Linked DNA regions of Mus musculus: regions 1, 2, 4 and 5 are each linked to region 3. Evidence: chromatin contacts called from public Hi-C, HiChIP or PLAC-seq and promoter capture Hi-C data. All regions are on one chromosome and are shown on one strand. Each heading gives the region's core, a stretch centred on a gene start, on an enhancer-like site or on the middle of the called end of the contact. The rest is flanking DNA. Distances are from core to core; before and after follow the strand shown. Region 1 overlaps Ank3 (ankyrin 3, epithelial). Region 2 holds the start of Ccdc6 (coiled-coil domain containing 6). Region 3 holds the start of Cdk1 (cyclin-dependent kinase 1). Region 4 has its middle 6.6 kb from the start of Mrln. Region 5 overlaps Gm40687 (a long non-coding RNA gene).

What was found. Promoter capture Hi-C pulls out the DNA fragments that hold promoters and counts their contacts. A called contact is a pair of places that touch in the nucleus more often than the background predicts. HiChIP or PLAC-seq counts read pairs in DNA pulled down with a chosen protein or histone mark.
Region 1: a Hi-C map of forebrain shows a contact between it and region 3, with 6 times the contacts expected there. The contact joins the enhancer-like site here to the promoter of Cdk1 in region 3. A contact is called at or near these places in 1 of 39 promoter capture datasets (hippocampal neurons), 1 of 484 Hi-C or Micro-C datasets (forebrain) and 4 of 115 datasets of contacts at active chromatin or transcription factors (embryonic stem cells, extraembryonic endoderm stem cells and fetal liver).
Region 2: a contact with region 3 is called in a promoter capture Hi-C map of pre-B cells. The contact joins the promoter of Ccdc6 here to the promoter of Cdk1 in region 3. A contact is called at or near these places in 6 of 39 promoter capture datasets (the C10 cell line, cranial neural crest, hippocampal neurons and 3 more), 1 of 15 datasets of contacts at CTCF or cohesin (large pre-B cells), 9 of 484 Hi-C or Micro-C datasets (B cells, CD8 T cells, the G1E-ER4 cell line and 3 more) and 5 of 115 datasets of contacts at active chromatin or transcription factors (effector CD8 T cells, embryonic stem cells, forebrain and 2 more).
Region 4: an H3K4me3 HiChIP or PLAC-seq map of the 230-238 cell line shows a contact between it and region 3, with 6 times the contacts expected there. The contact joins the enhancer-like site here to the promoter of Cdk1 in region 3. A contact is called at or near these places in 1 of 39 promoter capture datasets (hippocampal neurons), 1 of 484 Hi-C or Micro-C datasets (the G1E-ER4 cell line) and 7 of 115 datasets of contacts at active chromatin or transcription factors (the 230-238 cell line, the NIH/3T3 cell line, embryonic stem cells and 3 more).
Region 5: a contact with region 3 is called in a promoter capture Hi-C map of hippocampal neurons, with 6 times the contacts expected there. The contact joins the enhancer-like site here to the promoter of Cdk1 in region 3. A contact is called at or near these places in 1 of 39 promoter capture datasets (hippocampal neurons), 7 of 484 Hi-C or Micro-C datasets (CD8 T cells, the G1E-ER4 cell line, the HPC-7 cell line and 4 more) and 4 of 115 datasets of contacts at active chromatin or transcription factors (embryonic stem cells, epiblast stem cells, large pre-B cells and 1 more).

The regions. Positions count from the first base shown.
Region 1 is chr10:69,886,328-69,890,356 of GRCm38.p6, forward strand. All of the region lies in intron 16 of Ank3 (ankyrin 3, epithelial), which reads left to right. Among named protein-coding and RNA genes, the nearest start is that of Gm33416, 22 kb to the left of the region's middle. Within about 2 kb of position 2,259, at least 105 of the 459 cell types and tissues checked have an H3K27ac peak or open chromatin away from gene starts, as enhancers often do. A contact at or near this core is called in forebrain, where this site is marked.
Region 2 is chr10:70,095,809-70,100,057 of GRCm38.p6, forward strand. Ccdc6 (coiled-coil domain containing 6) reads left to right here and starts at 1,313. Exons shown (of 9, transcript NM_001111121.1): 1 at 1,313-1,773. The coding sequence starts at 1,492. All of the region lies in intron 2 of Gm51771 (a long non-coding RNA gene), which reads right to left.
Region 3 is chr10:69,350,869-69,355,213 of GRCm38.p6, forward strand. Cdk1 (cyclin-dependent kinase 1) reads right to left here and starts at 2,044. Exons shown (of 8, transcript NM_007659.4): 1 at 1,968-2,044.
Region 4 is chr10:70,196,016-70,200,141 of GRCm38.p6, forward strand. No RefSeq gene overlaps it. Among named protein-coding and RNA genes, the nearest start is that of Mrln, 6.6 kb to the right of the region's middle. Within about 2 kb of position 1,811, at least 37 of the 459 cell types and tissues checked have an H3K27ac peak or open chromatin away from gene starts, as enhancers often do. A contact at or near this core is called in the 230-238 cell line, where this site is marked.
Region 5 is chr10:70,295,583-70,299,822 of GRCm38.p6, forward strand. All of the region lies in intron 2 of Gm40687 (a long non-coding RNA gene), which reads left to right. Among named protein-coding and RNA genes, the nearest start is that of Gm33704, 4.3 kb to the left of the region's middle. Within about 2 kb of position 1,404, at least 37 of the 459 cell types and tissues checked have an H3K27ac peak or open chromatin away from gene starts, as enhancers often do. A contact at or near this core is called in cerebral cortex, cortical neurons and hippocampal neurons, where this site is marked.

The DNA of each region.
Region 1 (4,029 bases), core at 1,009-3,508, 540 kb after region 3:
TTGAACTGTGCCTTGAGTGTTCTTTAGGGTTGTGTCAAGTTCATCACATCGCAGGTCAATGAGCCTGGCCTGTTCTAGGTAGCAGTACTGTAAAAGAGAATGTTCTGGAAACTTCCTCCATGAGAGAAGATGTTGCCGTTGCTGTAGTGGGATTTGTTGTTGTTGTTGTTGTTGTTGTTGTTTGTATTTGTTTGTGTAGATTTGGGGGTCAGAAGAAATTTTGCAGAAGTTGGTTCTCTCCTCCCATCACGAAGATTCCAGAACCATAGGTTTGGCACCCAATGTCTTTACCTGATTGTCCCTCTCCTCTCCCACAGGTTCAGGCTTATCCTCAGAATCTCCTAACCAAAATTTTAAGTCATTTGCTCTACACAGTGAAATCTGGTCAAAAATGAAATTCTAAATACTTTTCCCCAGAGTATCAACCTTGGTGTTGGCTTAGCCATAAAGAAAGCTTTCTTAGCTATACCTTTGCAAAATAAATAAATAAATAAATAAATAAATAAATAAAAACAGAACAAACAAAAACCCAACTTTTTCTTGATAGAATTGGCAGTGTGAACCTTAGAGAGTGGAGCTTAAAACTAAGTCAGACTAAAGTCTCTAATAGCCAGTTTTATTCAGCGCATCAGACAATTTACATTCTGAGGGTTCAGAGTCACGTGAGTCAAGTCTCCAATCACAAGGATAAGTTGCCTGTGGTGGATAAGCATCATATGGCAAAATCCCATTTTTCCATAGTGACATATAAAGAAATAACAATAAACAGTTTTAATGAATAATCTGACTTAACTCTGATCTACTACACCTGGGAGGGGCACAAAAGCCCCTTCCAAGAACAATTCTGTTTCTGAAGACACTGAGGTCACAAGACTCTTCTCTCGTTTTCTTAGAGTTTTATCAGAACCACTCAGAATTCTCCTCGCACAACTCGATTCTTAGTCAAAAACAAACGACAACTTTATAAGAAGAAAAAAAATTAAGGCATAGAACCATTAGTCGACAGCAAAAGAGTGAGGCAGTCCAGTATCCATCAATTATGCATAAGTAAAATGTAGGCTGTATATGTGCTTGGGGGATGGTTCAGTCTTGAAAAGAAAGGGACTTTGGTTGGTTTGTTTGTTTTGTTTTTGTTTTGTTGTTATTGTTGTTGTTATTGTTGCTGCCGCTGCCGCTCCTCCTCCTTCTCCTTCTCCTCCTTGCCCTTGTTTGGAGGCAGGGTCTCACTGTGTCTCACTCTAGCTGGCCTGGAACTCACTCTGTAGAGTACCGGGACTTAAGGCATGCTCCACCATGCCTGACTGGAAGGGATGGCTTTTTACTGTGATTTTATTATACATACATTATACAGAATAACCAGAATAACTAGTAGTGGTGCTGTCATCCATGATAAACAGAAGAGAGCGAGCTGAGCAGGAATCCATAATTCCCTCCAATGAGGTTAGAGAACAAGAGCGATTGGAACCCAAGGTGGGAAGGAGAGAATTAGATACGGGTAGGACCATAAATGGAGAGCTAAACACGATGGGGCCTTAGAGGGAAGGAAGAAGCTGGGGCGGGTGAGGGGGGGGCATGAGAAGGATGGTGAGGGGAGGCTAGAGTGGCTTCTTCAGGTCAGTTTCCCCAGTAACTCTCCAGTCCTAAGAACAAAGAAAGACCTGCCTTTTTCTTACCTTTTAGGGACAGCAGGAAGCTTTATGGACTCTGTCCTAAAAGTACAGGCCTGTGTTTTCAACAACTGTGAAGTTTCTATACATGTATAGAAGAACTTTGGCTAGTCACTTACCCAGGACTCTTCCTTATCCTCCATCCCCTTCCTGGAGCATAAGGGACCCAAGACCCTACTTCAGTAAAATAAAATAAAAATAAAAATAAAATGATAAAATAAGTAGTCAATATCCAGCTTTGCATCTATCAAAGTTTAGAATGAATGTTTCCAAATTTACAAACTCACTGCTCAGTAGTCAGAGAGCAGGACCAGTAAATAATAACTCTGTTATGTTCCATTGACCTGGGGCCACAGTCAATTAAGCATCAACTTTTCTAATGGGACATTGATCTTCGGTATCGCGGCACATTGCTTGGGCCAGTGTTTATGTCCCGATGTCCCTGAAGCACTGCAAGCCAGAGACTTGTTATCAAAGACCAGTTATCTCAGTGACAGACTGGCTTATCTGCTAGGGGAACAATCCTCCACACAGTGCTTTCAACAGCTGAATTCTTTCCAGCACTAAGGGAGTAAACACAAAGCTCACTTCTGCCTCTTTTAAAGTAACAGGAAGGTCACAGGACTGCAGATCTTCCCCAGAAGCCCCACCCACTTCTGATCTTTCTCATTGGCTACTTTTGACGCAAGAGATGCTGGGAAATGTAGTTTTCAGTTGGGCACGGTTTTCTTTCAATAAAAGGAATACATACATCATCTACCATTTTCACCCCCGCAAGTGCAAGTTCAGATTCTGAATGCCAGTAGACAGAGTTTCATAGGGTGCCATTAACACCCCAGCTGCTCCCTCTATGCACACCCTTCTTCTTCACCCCCTTTTCAAAATCGCTGGTACCTTATACACTTCCTAGAAACATGATGCGCGACTTTAGGTGACTGGGATGCTAAAAAGTACATATGCTAAGGGATAATGGGATGCTAAGATCTATTTTTTACCTAATCTGCCTCCAGAGACAGGAAGCTATGCTAGAAAGAAGCCTGGCTTGGTTGCTGGCAGAATTGAGAGGCTAATTAGAAAGCAACACTTGAGCCTGTAGTAACTGGTCATACTTCTTACTTTACGTATCTGTGGGGTGGGGGCATGGTGGGGGACTATCAGTAGGGTTTTAAATACCATCTATTGCTTTTGATAATTGTTTGTAGTGTGACTCGCATAGGTTCACGTGACAGATATCGTCTTCAGCAAGAATCTCGGGAAGTGAGATTTGAGAGATGGTGTAGCAGTCAGGAGTATCTTGTACTCTTGCAGAGGACCTGGGCTCAATTCCCAGGACCCACATAATAGCTAACAACCATCTACAACTCCAGTTTCAGGGATCAATGCTCTTTTCTGCCCTCTGGGCACACAAGGCACATACATGGTACCCATACATGCAGGGAGACACTGATACACATAAAATAAAAACAAATACTTTGTTTTAGAGTGTGAGGCAGTAAAGATGTAAGATCATGCTTTGATTGGGCTGCAGAGATGCCTCAGTGGTTCAAAGTATACTGCTCTTACAGAGGCCAGAGTTTGGGTCCCAGCAACCACACCAGGAAGCTCAAAGCCCTCATAACTCAAGATCCAACAGATTTAAGAACAGCTTCTGGTCTTTGTGGGCACCTGCGCTCACACATACACATAATTAAAATATTTTTTGAGAAGATAAAAACACTTTAAAGGATTATTCTATAATTGGCTCTCCCTGGTTGGTTTATCAAATTAGTACATCTTCCTTGAGGAGAGATAGGAACCAAGCACACTTTTGCTTTCCTGAAAACAGAGTTTAGGAAGCTCCAGATAAATTCCTTGCCTCTTATTGAAAGGATTTCCTCGGAGTCTCTGAAATAATCTTGGTTCTCTTACCTTAGACTATAATTTGTCCCTCCGATGGAACCAGGATAAGCTTTAAAAGCTGTGAGTCTCAATCTGTGGATAGCGACCCCTGGTGGTCGCACATCAGATATCCTACACGTGAGATATTTATATTATGATTCCTAACAGTAGCAAAATTACAGCCACGAAGTAGCAGTGAAAATAATTTTATGGTTTTTGGGGGGGGGGGGTGTCACAACATGAGTAACAGTATCACAGGGTCTTAGTCTTGGGATAGTTGAGAACCATAAAGAATAATGTGTATCTTGTCTGGCATGACACACATTGTAGAGATGCTAGAGCATTTTAAATGGTTCCTTAGGGCCTAGAATTTGTGGGATACGTTAGAAGACAGCAGATTGTCACGTCTGAGAGGATAGCAAACCCTTTCCTGGTTGGGGACGGGAAGTGACTAACACATGGTCTTTTTCTTTTTTTTTTTCTT
Region 2 (4,249 bases), core at 63-2,562, 740 kb after region 3:
ACATGTCTAACCACTGGATCCAATTTGGTTTAAAGACAAGGTTATGAGCCAGGAAAGCCATGTAGTCATGGCTAAGCGCTTTATAAAACTATAAAACAGTTGACAGCCAGAAAACACTTTTCATCCCGCACCCCTTTATTTTGCATTTTGTTTCCATGAGTTTGTTCTTCCGTCGACTAAACTTGGATAATAAAGCCCGCCTGGTTAGTTTCACTTTCCATTTTTTCCCCCAGAAACGAAAGCTGTTTTGTATCAGGAGGTGAAGTGTTTAGACCCTTCTCACCTGCTAGGCCTGTTTCCTACAAGCAAGCTCTCCTAAGAGGGAGGGGCCTAACAGTATTTGAATTTCTGATTCTTTGAAGCTGGGCTCTCTACAGTAGTAATTACGGTTTTATTTTTTAGCTCCTGGAGTTTTGTAGGAGTTGGAGAGCAGCGGATAATAATGGTTATACAGTTCCCCTCACTTAATCGTGGTTATTTGTTTAGCATTGTGCCTGCAGTTACTTTGGAAAATTGGTACTTGAAGTTTGTTTCAACCCTTCTGAGATTAAAAAAAAAAAAAAATTAAATAAAGCTCCCGTTTCTTTAACTAGACAAATCTTGGTTTCTTAATCCTATCCCCGTGACCGGTGCAGAGTCTTTGCAGGAGGTAAAGAGAAAAAGGTGGGTGGCGCCTGGTTCAAACAACTGGACGCACCGGGGCCTTGTGGCAAGCTAGGCTAACCTGTGGCTGCCGACATGCCACAACACAGACAGACACACAGAGAGGGAGAGAAATAGATACACAGACACACAGACAGACACACAGATACTCTTCTTTTTCGACCCACTGCAGTGCAACTTTCTGTTCCCAGCCCCAAGCGCGGTCTGCACGGGGCACCCTGGGGGAGATCCACGCGCGCCGGCGCCGATCCAAGGTGCCAGGCTCCAGCTGAGCGGGGGTGGGAGGGTGGGGTGGCCCAAGGAGCCCGGCTGCCCCTCCCACGTGTCCCGGCACCTGCGGGGCTGGCGCTGCGTGGGGTCCGCCTTTCTCCGGAAGAGGCGGCGCGGCGCGGCGGTGTATGTGTGTGTGTTGGGGGGCTGGGGCCCGGGGACGCAGGGGACCCTCCGGGGCGGGAGCACGTGCGCGGGGAGGCGGCGGGGGCTCGAGCGTCTGTGTGCAGCTGCTAGGAGAGCGCTGGGGCTGGGGCTTTGCGGGGACGGCCCCGCGGAGCGCGCCAGAGTCCCGGCGCTGCAGTACTGCCCGAGTCCGGGCGGGGTCTCTGTTCCCTGGCGGAGCAGCTCGCGCGGCCGCGGGAAGCGCCCTCTCTTTCTCCGCCGCCGCCGCCGCGCGTCTGCGCCCTGCCGCCCGCCCGCGCCGCGCTCTGAGCTCCCCCGCTCCCCAGCTCCCCCGCCGCCGCCGCGCGCCCGGCCCCGCGCCCACTCGCCGCGCGCCCACTCGCCGCGCGCCCGGCCCTCGGCGCCCGGCTCCCCGCGCCCACTCGCCCAGCCATGGCGGACAGCGCGAGCGAGAGCGACACGGACGCGGCGGGCGGCGGCCCGGCAGCCATGCAGTCGTCCTGCTCGGCGACCTCGGGCGGCAGCGGCGGGGGCGGCGGCGGGAAGTCGGGGGGCATTGTCATCTCGCCGTTCCGCCTGGAGGAGCTCACCAACCGCCTGGCCTCGCTGCAGCAGGAGAACAAGGTGCTCAAGATAGAGCTGGAGACCTACAAACTCAAGTGCAAGGCGCTGCAGGAGGAGAACCGCGACCTGCGCAAAGCCAGCGTGACCATCGTGAGTGCACCCCGCGGACCAGGGGGGACCCCCGAGTGCGCGCCCCCGTGCGGGGTTGCGGGCCTGCGGGCACAGAGAGCGGGCCTTGGGGCCACGAGCGCCCTCCCTCCCTTGAGGTGTTGGAGGTGCCTAGGGAGACTCCCCAACGTCCCCTCGTCGCCTAGGGTGGAGGTCCCTCCGAGCCAGGGCTAGAGGCTGGCGGCGTGGCTGGGGGGGGGGCGGGGTGGGACTTTCTCAACCCTAGGGTGCCTGAAGGCTCCGAATAGAGGGACACCCTCTCCGGAGCCCCCGTGAGTGGACGAAGCTGGGGTCTGTCCAGGGGTTAGTTGGGGAGACGGGGTGTGCCACTGGGCTGGGTCCCCAGTTGGCAGGAGGACGGCGCTTTGCTGGATCGCCGGCGCTGGGGGAGGGAGAGAGTGGCCCGGAATCCGGGAAGTGGAGTTTTCTGGCCAGGATGGAAAGGGAAGGGCGGGCACTGAGGCTACACCAGCACCCCGTTCGGAATCACTGTCCTTTTGGGCCCGGAGGGTGGGCGGGTACAGAGTAGTGGGGAGTGTAACGTCTGGCGCTGGCTGGGACAGGGTTGGAGCTTGAAACCAGGATGGAGGGTGGCCGCTGGGACTGCCTGGCTGAGCAAGGATGTACGTGCGTCTCCTTCATTGGTTCGAGAGTCTTAGGAGTACTTGCCTGTGAGTCTAGGTACTTGACGGGAACACAGGCCATCTGTTCTGTTTCTACCTGGCCCCTCGAGGCTCCCCTGGAAGAGGGTAAGATTAGTCTGAGATCAGCCTCCTGGTGTAGCCGAGTGGAAAGGCCCCCGTAGCGGTGATGAGGCGAAACGTAACTAGAAAAAGTACGCGTTGTGCTCTCACCTCCCATCCTTGCCAACTCTACATCATTAACATGCAGAATCCCCCACAGACAACCCTATTCAGATCAAAACAGTTTCCCAGCCAGCAGCACGGAAAGAAAATGTCAAGGAATCAAGGAGGATAAATTGCCAGAGCCGCTTGCACACAGCTGATTAGATGAAACCCTTCCAGTGGAGAAAAAGAGATTTGGTGGTGGGTCAGGGATCATATCCTGGAGACGAGAACGGGACAAATTTAAGCTGCCCTTGTGCCAAGAAAAAGTGATATGTGTGTGTGTGTGTGCCCTGTGGCTTCTATATGGCTGCCTTGGTTTGTGTAGCTAGCCGGTCTCAGTCTCCACTAGAGAGGCAGTGTGATTTGCAACCTAAATAGCAGTTGGTCTTGCAGAAAAGCATCTTACTTGCTCTTAACCAGTCCCGTTCTATGCGAGTACATCTCCAGGCAGCAAGTTACTGGATTGGCCTTTTGATAGTAAAGGAAAGCCGTTTGTGGAGGTAACCATGTAAGCCTTTTCTGGGCTAAGAAAGGACTCTGCAGAGTTGCTGTTGAAGAACAGAGGGACAGGACAGTTGGAGGTTGTTGTTTATTTAAAATCTGATGCACAGGAACGCTATTTAAAATGTGCCGTAAAGGACAGCGTTGGTCGCTTGCAGAGCTGGAACCACGGAAGGGAGCAGAACTTACAGGAGGAGGGGGTACCACCTCTCTGGCCTCTTGTTTGCCCGAGCAGCAGGTCAGGCTGCTGTTTGTGTGGAGACAGGAAACACAATGAAAGGTTATCTGTTTGACCTGCTGACCCATAAGCAGGTCTGTTACTTGTACACAGACACACTGGCCTTGCAGGGACAAACTGGCCTTGCAGGGACAAGCATGTTCGTCAGTGGCAAGCAAAGCCAGACACCTCCTGAGTACTTAACAGTGGATGAGGTGGGGGAAGCTTTGGTTCTTTGGCTCTCACTCTCAGTGACCGACCACTAACTTACAGTCAGAGCCATGGTGCTAGGAAGTTGTTCTGTAGTCCTAGCCAGTAAAGTTGTTAAGTCATTCAAGCTGACCACTTGCAAGTGTGGGGCAGGCCTCAAAGTTCGTTTTCTTTCTTTCTCTCTCCCTCTCTCCCTCTCTCCCTCTCTCCGTCTCCCTCTCCCTCTCCCTCTCCCTCTCTCTCTCTCTCTCTCTCTCTCTCTCTCTCTCTCTCTCTCCCCTAATGTATTCAAGGAGATAAAAGAGCACATGGCCCACCTGAGTACCTCACTCTTGGCAGGGGTTTAAGGGGCTAATTGTCAGGGGCAGGAAAGAGATTGAGGAGGCTGTTCACCTGAGATGTAGCTGTTCACCTGAGATGTAGATTTGGGGGCAGGGTCCCCCCTCTGAATTGGCTTAAGCCAGGAGAGTCCACTCCAGCGTCCAGCCGTGCGCTGCCTGACACACCTGACTGGGAAGACTCTGACAAGGGTTAGGTAGCTCATGCAGGCCTCTGCAGGTTTCCAGAGTTTTAGTTAATTTGACACGAAGGGGAGTAACGGCAAGCCATTTCTTGCTTTCTATGCTCTTGCGCTTCTAATTGTGACAATCATTTTCCTGACGATGTACAGTAAAGGTGATGA
Region 3 (4,345 bases), core at 794-3,293:
TTCCAGGACAGCCAGGGCTACACAGAGAAACCCTGTCTCGGGGGAAATAAACAAAAAACAAAAATCATTCAATTGAATGCTTCCCAAAAGCAGCCACAGACAATCCCACTCAAGGTACTCAAAGAGAAAGAAATGTCCATAAGCACCTTAGAAGAAAGAATGGAAGGTGTTGTGCTGTGCTGGCTAGCTTTAGGCCAGGTCACATTGTCACAAGCTGAAGTCATCTTGAGAGGAGAGAACCTCAGTTAAGAAAATGCTCCCATAGGATGGGGCTGGAGGCAAGTCTTTAGGTCAGTTTCTTAATTAGAGATTGATGGGGGCGGGCTCAGCCCGTTGTGGGTGGGGTCATCCGTGGGCATATAGGGTCCTGTGTTCTTAAAGCAGGCTGAGCAAGCTATGTGAAAGAAGGCAGGAAGCAGCCCCCTCCATGGCCTCCTGCCTCCAGGTTCCTGTCCAGACTTCCTCTGAGGCCGAACTGTGACGTGGAAGTACAAGACAACTAAACCCTTTCCTTCCCAAGTTCCTTTGCTTTGGTCATGGTGTTTCATCCCAACAACGCTAAGACAGTGTGTTTGCTAATCATGCTTTGAAAAATATCACGAACAAGGGAGAAACAATTTCTTGGCTCACAAAGAATGGTAGGAAAAAGGTGTGCCTTCTCCTTGAAAGCCCTCTGCCACGGGTGACAAGATCCTTATGAATGAGCATCAAGGAATGGCTGACCTCTCGTGAGCTGTTCCTTACAGATCTCTTTCCACAGTAAAATCAACTCCATGGGGTGTGGGGGCACAGCCAGGAATCCCAGCTCTTGGCACTGCACAAGGAGGCAGCGGCTCAACAGATAAAAATTCAGAAGGAAAATGTAAACCCGTCCAAGGGTCCTGCCAGGCATCCCACTGAACCCTGGGGATTCTCAGACACATAAGATTGACTCTCAACTATGGAGATTATGTTTAGGAAATTTCAACGCATCCCCCCCCAACCCCCTTTCTTCAATACAGAGACTTAATATAACTATAGAGCATTAAACGTTTCAACCACCTCTGCACAGACAGCAAAGAGTTAACATGTCTTGAAAGCTGGGCTTATTTCCTTCCAACATTTTCCAGTCTCCCGGGCCTGCTGTTAAAAGCTGCCCAGTGTATCCAAGTTGGGGGCAGGCGATGGTGGCCCGCACATCAGAACCTTCATCGGTATTTATGTTTTAAGACGATCAAGGACGCGAAGGCATCCGCGGTTCTCCCTCTCTCTCCTTCTTTGCCTGGGTACAGTCTGTGGCCTTAGCACAGGCAACTAAAAATAAACGATCCTACACTTTCTTGGTTCTGCACCTTGGTAGGAATAAGCTTTTTAAACGACCACGGGTCTGTTTCTCCGGCAGTACCGACTTAAGGCCTCCGAAGGCAGCTGGCCTGGTGCAGCCCAGCTCCACACTGGCAGCCAACAGGGCCTGGGACATAACTTGGCACCCCGCCCACACCCGGGCCCACTCCAGCGAGGCCCATCCAGTCTGCAGGAACCTGGAGCTCGCGTAGGGGCCTGCACGTCCGCAGGACCCGGGGCTCAAGTGAGCCTTGCCCTTCCATAAGGGACCGCTGGATCGGGTGAGCCCTGCCCCCCCCCCCCATAGGGATCCCAGGCTCCGGTGAGCCCTGCTCCTCCATAGTGTCCCCAGGCTCAGGTAGGCCATGCTCCTGCATAGGGGACCCTGGCCTCAGATGAGGACATGCTCATCCATAGGGTACCCCAGACCCCGGGCTCAGGGAGGCCATGCCCGACCATAAGGGATCCCGGACTTAGGTGAGGCCCTACCCGTCCACAGGAGACCAAGATCTCACGTGGAGGCCCTACCCGTCCACAAGGGATCCCCAGGCTCACATGGATGTCCTGCCCTTCCCCGGGGGAACCCCCAGATCCCGTGGAGCCCCCGCAGGCCCAGCCTGCACCCAGTCCGACTCACGCCATACCTCTCTGTCCCGGCTGGGGCCACACCGCAGTTCCGGACTGCGCGGACGCAGCAACTCCAGGAGCTTAGAGGCCGAGTGCCAGCAGTTTCAAACTCGCCGCGGTAAAGCTCCCGGGATCCGCCAATCCGATTGCACGTAGACGTTCAAAGGAGCCAATCAGAGCTGAGCTACGCTTGGGCGGGGCTGCCTGGGAGCGCAGAGCGCGAAAGGGAGCGGAAACCGCGGCCAGAGGAATTGCAGGAGGGCGGGCGCCAACTGACTCTTGAGCTCTGTTTTCCTTCCAATATCGTCCTGTTGTTTCTGGACAGTCTAATCTATTCTCTTTTTTCTCCAGCTACCTTTCTGTGTGTAATTTCCCTCCAAGACTAACACAATTCAAATGCATTGAATTTAGATAGCCAGCCACCAAAGTGACAGTACCACTACATCAAGAGCTTGTTATTAGCTGGGCGTGGTAGCACACACCTTTAGTCTCAGCTTTCGGGAGGCAAAGGCAGGGCAAATTTCTGAGTTCGAGGCCAGCCTGGTCTACAGAGTGAGTTCCAGGACAGCCAGGGCTACACATACAGAGAAACCCTGTCTCGAAAAACCAAAAAAAAAAAAAAAAAAAAAAAAGAGTTTCTTACTTTTATTTTGTTTTGTTTTGAGACAAGGTTTCTGGGTGTAATTTTGACTGACCTAGAACTTGCTCTGTAGACCAGGCTGGCCTTGAACTCACAGAGATCCTCCTGCCTCTGCCTCCAGAGTACTGGGGTTAAAGGCGTGTGCTGCCACCACCACCTGGCTATTGCTAACATTTAAAATTACTTTATGATTATGCCTTTCAAAATTCTATATTAAGCTGGGATAATATAAATAATATATAATATTAATATATAATATATTAGTTTACATATGTATGTGTGTATATATATGTGTGTGTGTGTGTATATATGTGTGTGTATATATATATATACATATATATATATATATATATCTGAGGATTGTGGCACACACCTTTAATATATGTATATATATAATATTAAGTTTCACTATGGAATTTTCAGACAATATTGGTCTGTGTTAATTCTTCTCATCCCTTCTCCCAGTAACCCTAGTCCCCGCACCTCGTAACTGCACGCCCCCAAGCCCATAGCCCTCTGTGTCCTATCACCATGTCCATGACTCTAATCCCCCCCCCCACTCGGGCAGCCTTTCCTTTCTAGTTGGAACCTTATATACACACTAACATATGAACATTACATGCTAGGATCCGCCTATGAGAAAGAACATGAAGTGTCTGTCTCTCTATGTCTGTGTCAGGTAACTTGATGTATTTTCCAGCTCTCCCGTGTTCCTGCAGATTATGTTTTTTTCAATGAGTTTTTAGCAGCCAGCAGAAGGATCACATTTAAAGTACCTTAAGAAGACAAGAGGATAGGAACCAATGAAACACTGAAAGACACCCTCAAAACTGAAAAGAAAAAATGCCAGCCTGTTTCTGTGATTATACACTTATGTATTCATTATGTATACAATGATAACACACTAAATGTTTTGACATATCTCCACATAAGAATGTTAAATATTGGGCTGAAGAGATGGCTCAGAGGTTAAGAGCACTGTCTGCTCTTCCTAGAGGTCCTGAGTTCAATTCCCAGCAACCACATGATGGCTTATAACCATCTATAATGAGATCTGCTGCCCTCTTCTTGTGTGCAGGCATACATGTGTGTAGAATACTGTATACCAAATAGATAAATCTTTTTTTTAAATGTTAAATATTCCTTAGAAATCAAACCTTCACAAATCTATGAACAAACAAAATGTCATCTGTTTTATCGGCTCTAAGTCAACACCAAAAGCTCTATCTTGCCACCACCCTCAGACCACATCCTTCAAAGAGGCTGTGCTCCACTTTGAAAAGATTCTCAACTCCTCAAGAAAATGAAGCAGTGTGGTGTGGGACCAGAGAGATGGCTCAGCCATTAAGAGCATTTGCGCACAATCATGAAGATGGGAGTTCAGATCCCTCCACCAACAAAACAAACCCAGCATCCTTGTAAATGCCTGTAACCCCAGCTCTGAGGGAGTCCACTCTGTCTTCTCATCTCCATAGGTTTGCATAGGTACTCGAATGCACACAACACACACACACATGTGCACACACACAGACATACACACATAATTAAAATAAACCCTTTTTAATAAAAAAAAAAGTGAAGCAGCATGACAGAGCTGAGGATAATGAGGGGCAGTCTAGGATGGCAGCTGTCTTTGCCTGGACTTCATAGGAGGAGGAAGGCACATCATATCCTCTTAGACAAGACTAATACAGGCTAGAAGACCTGCATCAGAATGAAGAATAAACTAGCTTATCGCATGGGAGCCCATGTCTG
Region 4 (4,126 bases), core at 561-3,060, 840 kb after region 3:
GGGAGACACCCCACCCCCACCCCCATCTCCGTGTTACCTCTGTAAGAACAGCCCTGATTTGTATGGCCTGCCAGTTTCTTCTGTGTAATTCAGGAGAGACTTCAAGCTGCACGTTCCATCGTTTTATTTACCGTGTGGCTGCCTACGCTATCAATATCCTGGTGAACAGGAGAAGAGACAGACGCTGGGGACGTAGTTTAGGGGTAGAGCACTTATCTAGCGTGCCCACAGCCTTGGGTTCTCCCCACACCCCCAAACCAGAAGTGGTGGTGCTTGCCTGCAGTTCCAGCACTAGAAGGTGAGACGGGCAAGAAGGTCAGTACTTGGTGTATGAAAGGCCAGCCTGGAATAGAGGAGACGCCGTCTCAAAGAAAATAAAAGAATAAATTTTTTAAAAAGTGTTGTGTTTGAGGATCATCTTCATTTTGTATGTGATTTTTGTCCTTTAATTTTTAAAGATTTATTTATTTTATGTATATGAGTACACTGTAGCTCTACAGATGGTTATGAACCATCATGTGGTTGCTGGGAATTGAATTCAGGACCTCTGCTCACTCCGGTCAACCCCACTTGCTCAGGTCTAAAGATTTATTAATTATTACATCTAAGTACGCTCACTGTAGCTGTCTTCAGACACACACTAGAAGAGGGCATCAGATCCTATTATAGATAGCCATGAGCCACCATGTGGTTGCTGGGATTTGAACTCAGGACCTTTGGAAGAGCACTCACTGCTCTTAACCGCTGAGCCATCTCTCCAGCCCCATATAATTTCGTTTTTAAGTGTCTGTGTTCTACAACCAGATCACTGTGTTCCTGGATGTCAGCTGTTGGCTCTCATGAGCTTTGCCCAGAACATCTGGCCTGAGGTCAGTAGAGGCTCCACTGTCCAGCAAGCATGTCCGTCTCTTGGCCCACCGTCCACATGTGACCGCAGGAGCCTGAGAAAGGCCCTGAGTGCAGCCCAATAGAAAAAATCTTAAAACTTCTTTGAGCTTGATGTTTTTGCATCTGGGGGAGTGGCTGGTTGGTTTGTGTCTTCACCGTGCTGTTCTCAAGCATAAACTTCACAGATGACCGAGGGACACCGTGGTGTTACGAAGTCTGGACATGCAGTAACCCTTGGTGCTTGGTGATTCTCTCTGGACACTGCCAGGTGGAGGCAGTGGTTTATGTGGGAAGCTCACATCACCCAAGCACAGCTCCGGGCCAGGAGCAAGCCAGAAATGAAAGTGACAGGCGACACACAGCAAACTGGCACTCCCTTGGGAGTCTCAGGACCCTGTGGGAAATGTCTCTCTCAGGTACAGTTCCAGAAACATGTGATCTTAGCCATTTCATGAGCAAAATAAACCCCACAAGAAAACAAGTCTGGGTGAGATGCAGGGTGAGGGGTCGGCCCTCTGATGTTGTGGCTCTGAGGTACACTTGGTGTCCTGCTGGCTGCATCAGATACTTGTAGTATCTTCCACCTTCTTGCTAGCAACCCTAGGGCAGTACATCAAATGTTTGCTAACTGGTCACATTATGTCAGCAGCATGTTCCTTTAAATCAACCCTATCCCCTTGTGTGCAGAGGCCCAGGAACAACCTTGGATGTTAATCCTCCCCTTCCATCTTGTTTGAAACAAGGTCTTATTGATTTCCCCTCCACTCTGTATCCTAGCTAGTTTTCTTGGGAGCGCTCACGGATCTCTTCCCTGCCTTGCATCTTTACAGTGGAATATTGGAGTCACACAGACAGACACACTGTTCTGTGTTTGGGGACTCCAAGCTCAGTTCCTTAATACTCAAAACAGGAAGCACTGTCCCCAATGGACTACTTCCCCCAGCTCATGGCAGGACATCTCTGACACCCTGAGCCCCCTGTTCTGTGTGGATCAAGTGACCTTTCATTTTGGTCCTTGAACCCAATGGCTTAGCTAACTGAAAGCCAGAGAACTCTGAGATACAGAGACACCCCCTCTGACACTCCCCCCCCCCCCAGTCTCTGCCATTCTCAATGTCCACAGGGGCAGACTGTGTTGGGCTTTGGTTTTCACGCCTGACACATCAGAGGGAAGATTTCTTTGGGTTCTCAAAGTACCCAGCCGAATTCTTGGGTCACATTCTCTGCCTCACCATCTGAAGAAAAGTCCTTGGTTTTCCTTGCTTTTAGAACCTTGCTCCACCCAGCACCTCAGTACTGTTTTAAAGGAAGGGCAAGTCAAACAGCCCAAGCCGGAAGGAGCAGATGCGCCTGTCCAACAGTTAAGTAAACATGGTTTTTATGCTAGACTGTGTGTGCTTCAGGAAAAATAACGGTTGTTTTAATCGGCAATAAGGTCCTCTGTGGGCAAACAGGTTTCACTGCCATTCAGAGAGAGCAAAGGCTATTCATTTATATTATCAGGCCACTTTCTACAGAGAGCCACCTCCCCTGCTCCTTCTGAGACTAGAGCAGGGGAGGGGGGTCCCAGGCTTGACCTGGAATGTGTATGAGCCTGGGCCCTGAGTTACATTTTGTCTGTTTTTGGAGAATCCATGGATTTCTCATCAAGCTTGGACTGGCCTAGTTGTGTGTCTAAAGGCAAGTGCCTTCCATTCAGTCTGGGCACTGAGTCAGGTTTTTGAGACTTTGATTTCAGCAGGAACTGGTATATCCTCAGTAATCTTTTCAAGAAACACCGAATACACAGCTCGTTTGGCTCCCTGCCTCCCTGCCTCCCCTTTCCCCCTTCTATCTTATCAAGATGTATGCTTTTGCCACAGGCACACCTGTGTATTCTGAGAGCCCAGGCTTCAGAACGTGGCCTTGTGACCAGAAGGTCTGCTACCAGAGCTGATAGGTTATTTCTCTGCCGGTGAAGTAAGCCAATTCAAGCCAGATTAGATTATATTAAAGGCAAGTTTATTGGGCAACTGTTCTTGAACGCCCTTTCTGGCCTCAAGGACTGAGGCCAACGGAGTCGCCATGGGGACAGGGAATAGAGGAGAGAAAGAAAGGGGTTGAAGAGAAGAGGAGAGAGGAGGAGGAAAAGATCAGAATGTCTGGATTATACAGGGAGGAGCCTCTAGGGGGAAGGGTAGCCCAGCCCCATGGTTGGAAAGTTCAGGGTTGGGAGCAGGGAATACCAGGTAGGGAGTGAGGGATGCTGGGAGAATCTACAGGCCAGATCTGCTTTAGTATGTTAAGAAGAATGCACCTCAGTCCCTTGTCCTGGTCCAAAACCAAAGGCGCACGTGACCTCTAACACTGATCCTTGATACTCATCTTTGGATGAGTAATGTAGCCACCCTGAATCTTTTTTTGTCTTCTCCTCCAGGCTGCGCAAGGATATGTGCGTCACCCCCAAGTAACACTCTGCCAGACTGGAGCTGAGGACTGTGTGTGTATGTGTGTGTGTGTATACGTATTTTATATATATATACACACATACATATATATATATATATATATATATACATACATACACATACACACATATATATACATACATATTGCAGATGAGATTAATAGTAGCACTTTTTAAGACTTTTTCTGTCTTTTTCTACTGGGTACCATGGTGCACACCTATAATCTCAACACTTGGAAACTCTCGCTGTTGGTAGGATCTAGAGTTGCCATGGAAACAAGCTTCTGGGTGTGTCTGTCGGGGTGATTCCAGAAGGATTTAACTGAAGAGAGGAGACCTATCTTAAATAAAACTGGCAGGGTTCTGCAGGCTGAGGGCATGAACTGAGTTAAAAAGAGGAAGTGAGGGCTGGAGAGATGGCACTGACTGCTCTTCTGAAAGTCCTGAGTTCAAATCCCAGCAACCACATGGTGGCTCACAACCATCCATAATGAGATCTGATGCCCTCTTCTGGGGTGTCTGAAGACAGCTACAGTGTACTTACATATAACAATAAATAAATCTTTTTTTAAAAAAAGATTTTTTTAAAAAAAAGAGGAAGTGAAATGCCAGTGGGCATCAGTCCTGGCTTCCTGATTGTGGGCACAGTGTGACCAGCCACGACACGTGCCTGTGCCCATGACATAGCCTCCATGATTAGACAATATTCACCTTTCGAATAAGAGCCCAGAAAGTTCCCTTCTATTCTTTTGAAAGATGTTATTGGGGGCTCGAGAGATGAGTCAGTGGTTA
Region 5 (4,240 bases), core at 154-2,653, 940 kb after region 3:
TGGTGGGGAACCCGAGGACCAGGACACTCATCTCAGTATTCCTTGGAGAAAGCCATTCTGAATTTGAGAGGTTAGCAGAGTCCAGGAGTCCAAGGTGCCAGGCAGAGGCTGGGACTGGAGGTGGGCTTTGTGTGGAGTCCCAGAATGCAGTGTGCACTCCAGGGGTGTCCTGTGTAGTCTGAGGGAGGGTGCCAAGGGCACTGAAACTGTTAGGCTACCAAATCATTTCTCTCAGGAATCTCATCCCAGCAAGGAAAAGCTGACGACTCCCTCTGCAGCAGCCTCGGAGGTTAAGGAAGGCGTCCCAAGCAAGAGCCTGACATTTATCTTCAGGGCTCTGCTGCTACCACCAAGAATGTCAACCTCAGCAGGGCATGGTGGCGCATGCCTTTAATTCCAGCACTTGGGAGTTAAGGCAGGCAGATTTCTGAGTTCGAGGCCAGCCTGGTCTACAAAGTGAGCTCCAGGACAGCCAGGGCTATACAGAGAAACCCTGTCTTGAACCCCCCCCCCCCAATAAAAAGAATGTCAACCTCTTTGGGGTCCAGGACATTGTGGGCACCTTGGAATGGGCACAGGGAACCAAGAGGCCCCCAGCCTAACTGGATAGGACTTCAGGCAGGCAGTCGGGACACGGGAGCCGAGGGACTAAAGACTCTATTTTTCCTCAGTGGACCAGAAGCACTTCAGTATTTCTCAAGCACCATTGAATGGCAGCATCTGAAGAAGGTACATGTACCAAATATACAGCGAGACATTTTCTTAGAAGAAAAGAAACAGGAGAAATTAATTTTGCTGTTTCATCTTGCTTGAGAGGCACAAAATGCTAAACATGTAATCAGTATATGACTAATTAATGAGATTGATGATTAATGAGAGACTTTGACTTTTTAAAAGTCTATCTCAAAATCCAGAGAGCACAGAGAGGCCACATGTGGTGACCCCTCCCCACAGGCCTATGAGGAAGGCTCGCTCCCTCCCTCCCTCCCTCCCTCCCTCCCTTCCCAGCTTTCTGGGGATTTGGTGCCCCGCCCCCCAACTCCCGCCCCACCCCCACTCCTCTGTCAACCTTCCCAGCCTTTAACGTGTGCAGGTTGTGCCAAAATCATATTAGCTGGCTCAGCTCCCGGTGCAATTATATTAGTTACCTGGCCTGTTAGCCCTGCCTTGGCCATGGAAGCTGAGCCTTACCCCTCTTTAAAGCTTCCTTGAAGACTCAGGCATAGTTTACTTGCACCCTTGAGCTCCTGAACACAGGCGCCATTGGGTTCCTGAGGATAGGTGGAGATGCGTAGTGAGCTGAGGCCTTACCCAGGCCTCTTTTCGAGCCACCTGAGATGGGGGCTTCTTTGCCTTCGGTCTTCTCCATAGGGCGAGCCCTGCATGCATAAGAGTTATTCCCTGTACTCTTGCGCCACCTTGTGGTACTTGTGAAAAATCCGAAAATGGCCTCCCGCATCTAGGTCTCACCTAGCAGAACAGCCTGGAAGGACCAGCTGGCTTTTGTAATCGCCTTTAGTCTGAGAGGAAATGAGATTTGTTACTGAATATGCACCGTCTCCTAGGGGTCGAGCTGCCTGCGGAGAGTTCAGTCGCTGTAGTGACTACAGCCGGAACAAAGAGGAAGCATAAATTCCAGGCTGCTCCTCTGTCGTTTAGACAGAATCCTGTCCTAAGCCTAAATGTATGTGGTCTGTCCATTGGAGTTAGCTCTGGCCATGACCAGTCCAAAACAAACAAGCAACAAAAATAAGCAAATATGTAAAGATAATAAAGTCTGATAAGGCTGGTTGCAGCCTACTATGCTTGACAATACAATAATATTGTCTTATTCCAAGCCTTATATGCTTGGAAATCCCTGTATCAAGGAAGGAGTGTGAGGGCTAGGGAGATGGCTCAGTCAGTCAAGTACTTGCCTTGCAGCTGGGGGGCCTGAGTTTGAACCACAGAACTCACACAGGGGATCGGTGTCCCAACTCTGGGTTGGTTTAGACAAGCCGATTCCACTGGCTGGCCAGCCACTCTAGTTTACTTGGTGAGTTCCGGGCCAAGGAGAGACCTGTCTCTGAAGACAAGGTGGATGGATGGCGCTTGTGTAATGACACCCCAAGTTTTCCTCTGGCTTCTATGCATGGGGACAACGTGTGAACACACAGAAGGTTCCTCAATCATGTTCCAACAAGGGACAGGAACAGTGGTTTTCATCAACAGAGCTGGGCAACACATGCCCCCTCCTTCTCCCTCAATGATTTTTCTGTATGCTGCACACCCCTGTCCCCTGAGTCATAAGCCACCTGCAATTTCAGACTGGAAATAAAATCAGCCCCAGACCCTGACTTTGCCGGGTCTTGCAGGAGAGATGACCCCATGAAGCTGAGTCTGCTCTTTGCTTCAAGTTTTTACTGAGGCTTATGGCTGCCAGAGCAGAAGTTTCCCCATGGCCACGGTGGCTTTGGGAGGCCTTGCTAAATAGAGTACCTCAGAAATACAAAGTCCTTCCCACCCGGTGGCCCCAGCACTTAGAGTTCCTAAGTGTATTTTTCATTTCCGTTAAGGCATCAAAAGCCTTTAAAGTCCAATTTTGTAGGGAAACAATTTAAGCTTTTACCTGACATCCCAACCTTAGCATAAAAGTTCTCATTATGTGGGTTCTATGGGAGATGTTCATCAATGGGAGCCAGTGACGGAATTTGGTCCTTTCTCCGCGAGGGTGTGTCAGCGTGAGGCACTTCAGGAGGTCGGATGTCTGTGCACCATCTGTAGCTTTACACATCTATACGTCTACACACGTACGTATGTCTGAGGGGCAGAGGCTAGAGGTTTATGGGAAGAAGGTATTGAGCTTCTGAACAGTACCTAAGATCTTCTGTTAGTCCTGGCATCAGGAGAGAAGTTGGGAGCTGAGATGTCTAACTCAGGACTTGCAAGTTCCCATCCTGGTGCGGGAGCAGACTCGGAGGCAGCCTCAGCCAGTGAGTCACAGAACTCAACACTGGCAAGTAAGGCATCCTCACAGAGGACACTGGAACGGGTGGAGATGGGGCAGGGTGGATGGCCCGGCAGTTAAGACCACTTGCCGCTCTTCTCAGAGGACCCAGGGTTGGTTCCCAGCACCCATGTGACCATTCACAACCATCTGACCTAGGCTGGGTGGTCTCTGTTGTACTAAGCTGAATGATGGGGTGAAGGTATGGCTGTGGCCAGGTCAGGGAGTGGGGGAGAAGCAGATCTGTTTTAAATTGTGTCCTCTTAACCTATACTAGAAAGCCTTTCCCAAGACCTGTTTCATGACCCTATGTAGAAAGATACTCATCTATCTCCCGGGTTTTCACATGCTACCCTTTCAAATAGCACCCTCCTAAGACACACAGACATGGAGGTGACCTTTCATGGAGAGGTGGCCCGATCATGCTCCCTACATCCTTCACAGCACAATGTGGAAGGCTGTGAGGTCCTACACACCTATCTTAGCCAGAGGGTTAAGGAAAGTGTCTATGGTCAGCTGGGAGGCTCAGAGGGGGACAGAGAATTTTAAGAAAGAAATAGAAAAACATGCCTTTGGGGATCATTAAAAAAACAAAACAAACAAACAAACAACAGTGTCACTCCAGTCCTTCCTGGGTCAATTTATGGTTAAAAATCTTGCTGCTGAAGGGGAAATCTCAAACTCCCACAGGGGATAGTAACAGGATGTGGGCGTGCTATCTATGACCGCTAAACACTGCACAACTCTTGATGTGGTACAACTTGAACCCTTGAAGTATGGAATGTGAACTTGTCATTTCCTCTAAGATAGGATTTTATTTTATTTTATTTTATTTTATTTTATTTTATTTATTTTATGTAGTCTTCCAGGCTGACCTTGGAATCCCAACCTCCTGCCTCAACCTTCTGAGTACTGATCCACCACATCTGGATAGACTAGACATCTGCTGCAACAGAATAGTTAAAAAAAATGGTATACAACAGAGCAACAAAGACATTTCTGGCCATGGGTCATGTTCTCCGGGATCACTAAGGCTGTCACTCTCACGTACCCTGGGGGCTGAACTAGATTGAAAAAGGAAGAGAGAAAAATCGATATTAAAGATAGCATCATTTTCTGTGGTGAGATCTTGGCTTCAAACAAACTAGCCCAAGGACATTTTGAGGCCACGTGGGAGAAAATAACTTGTTTGTATTTTACCGTCTTCTACTCTGTTCTCTTCCTAGGATATCAGTTTGGTTGCTGTTGAACTAA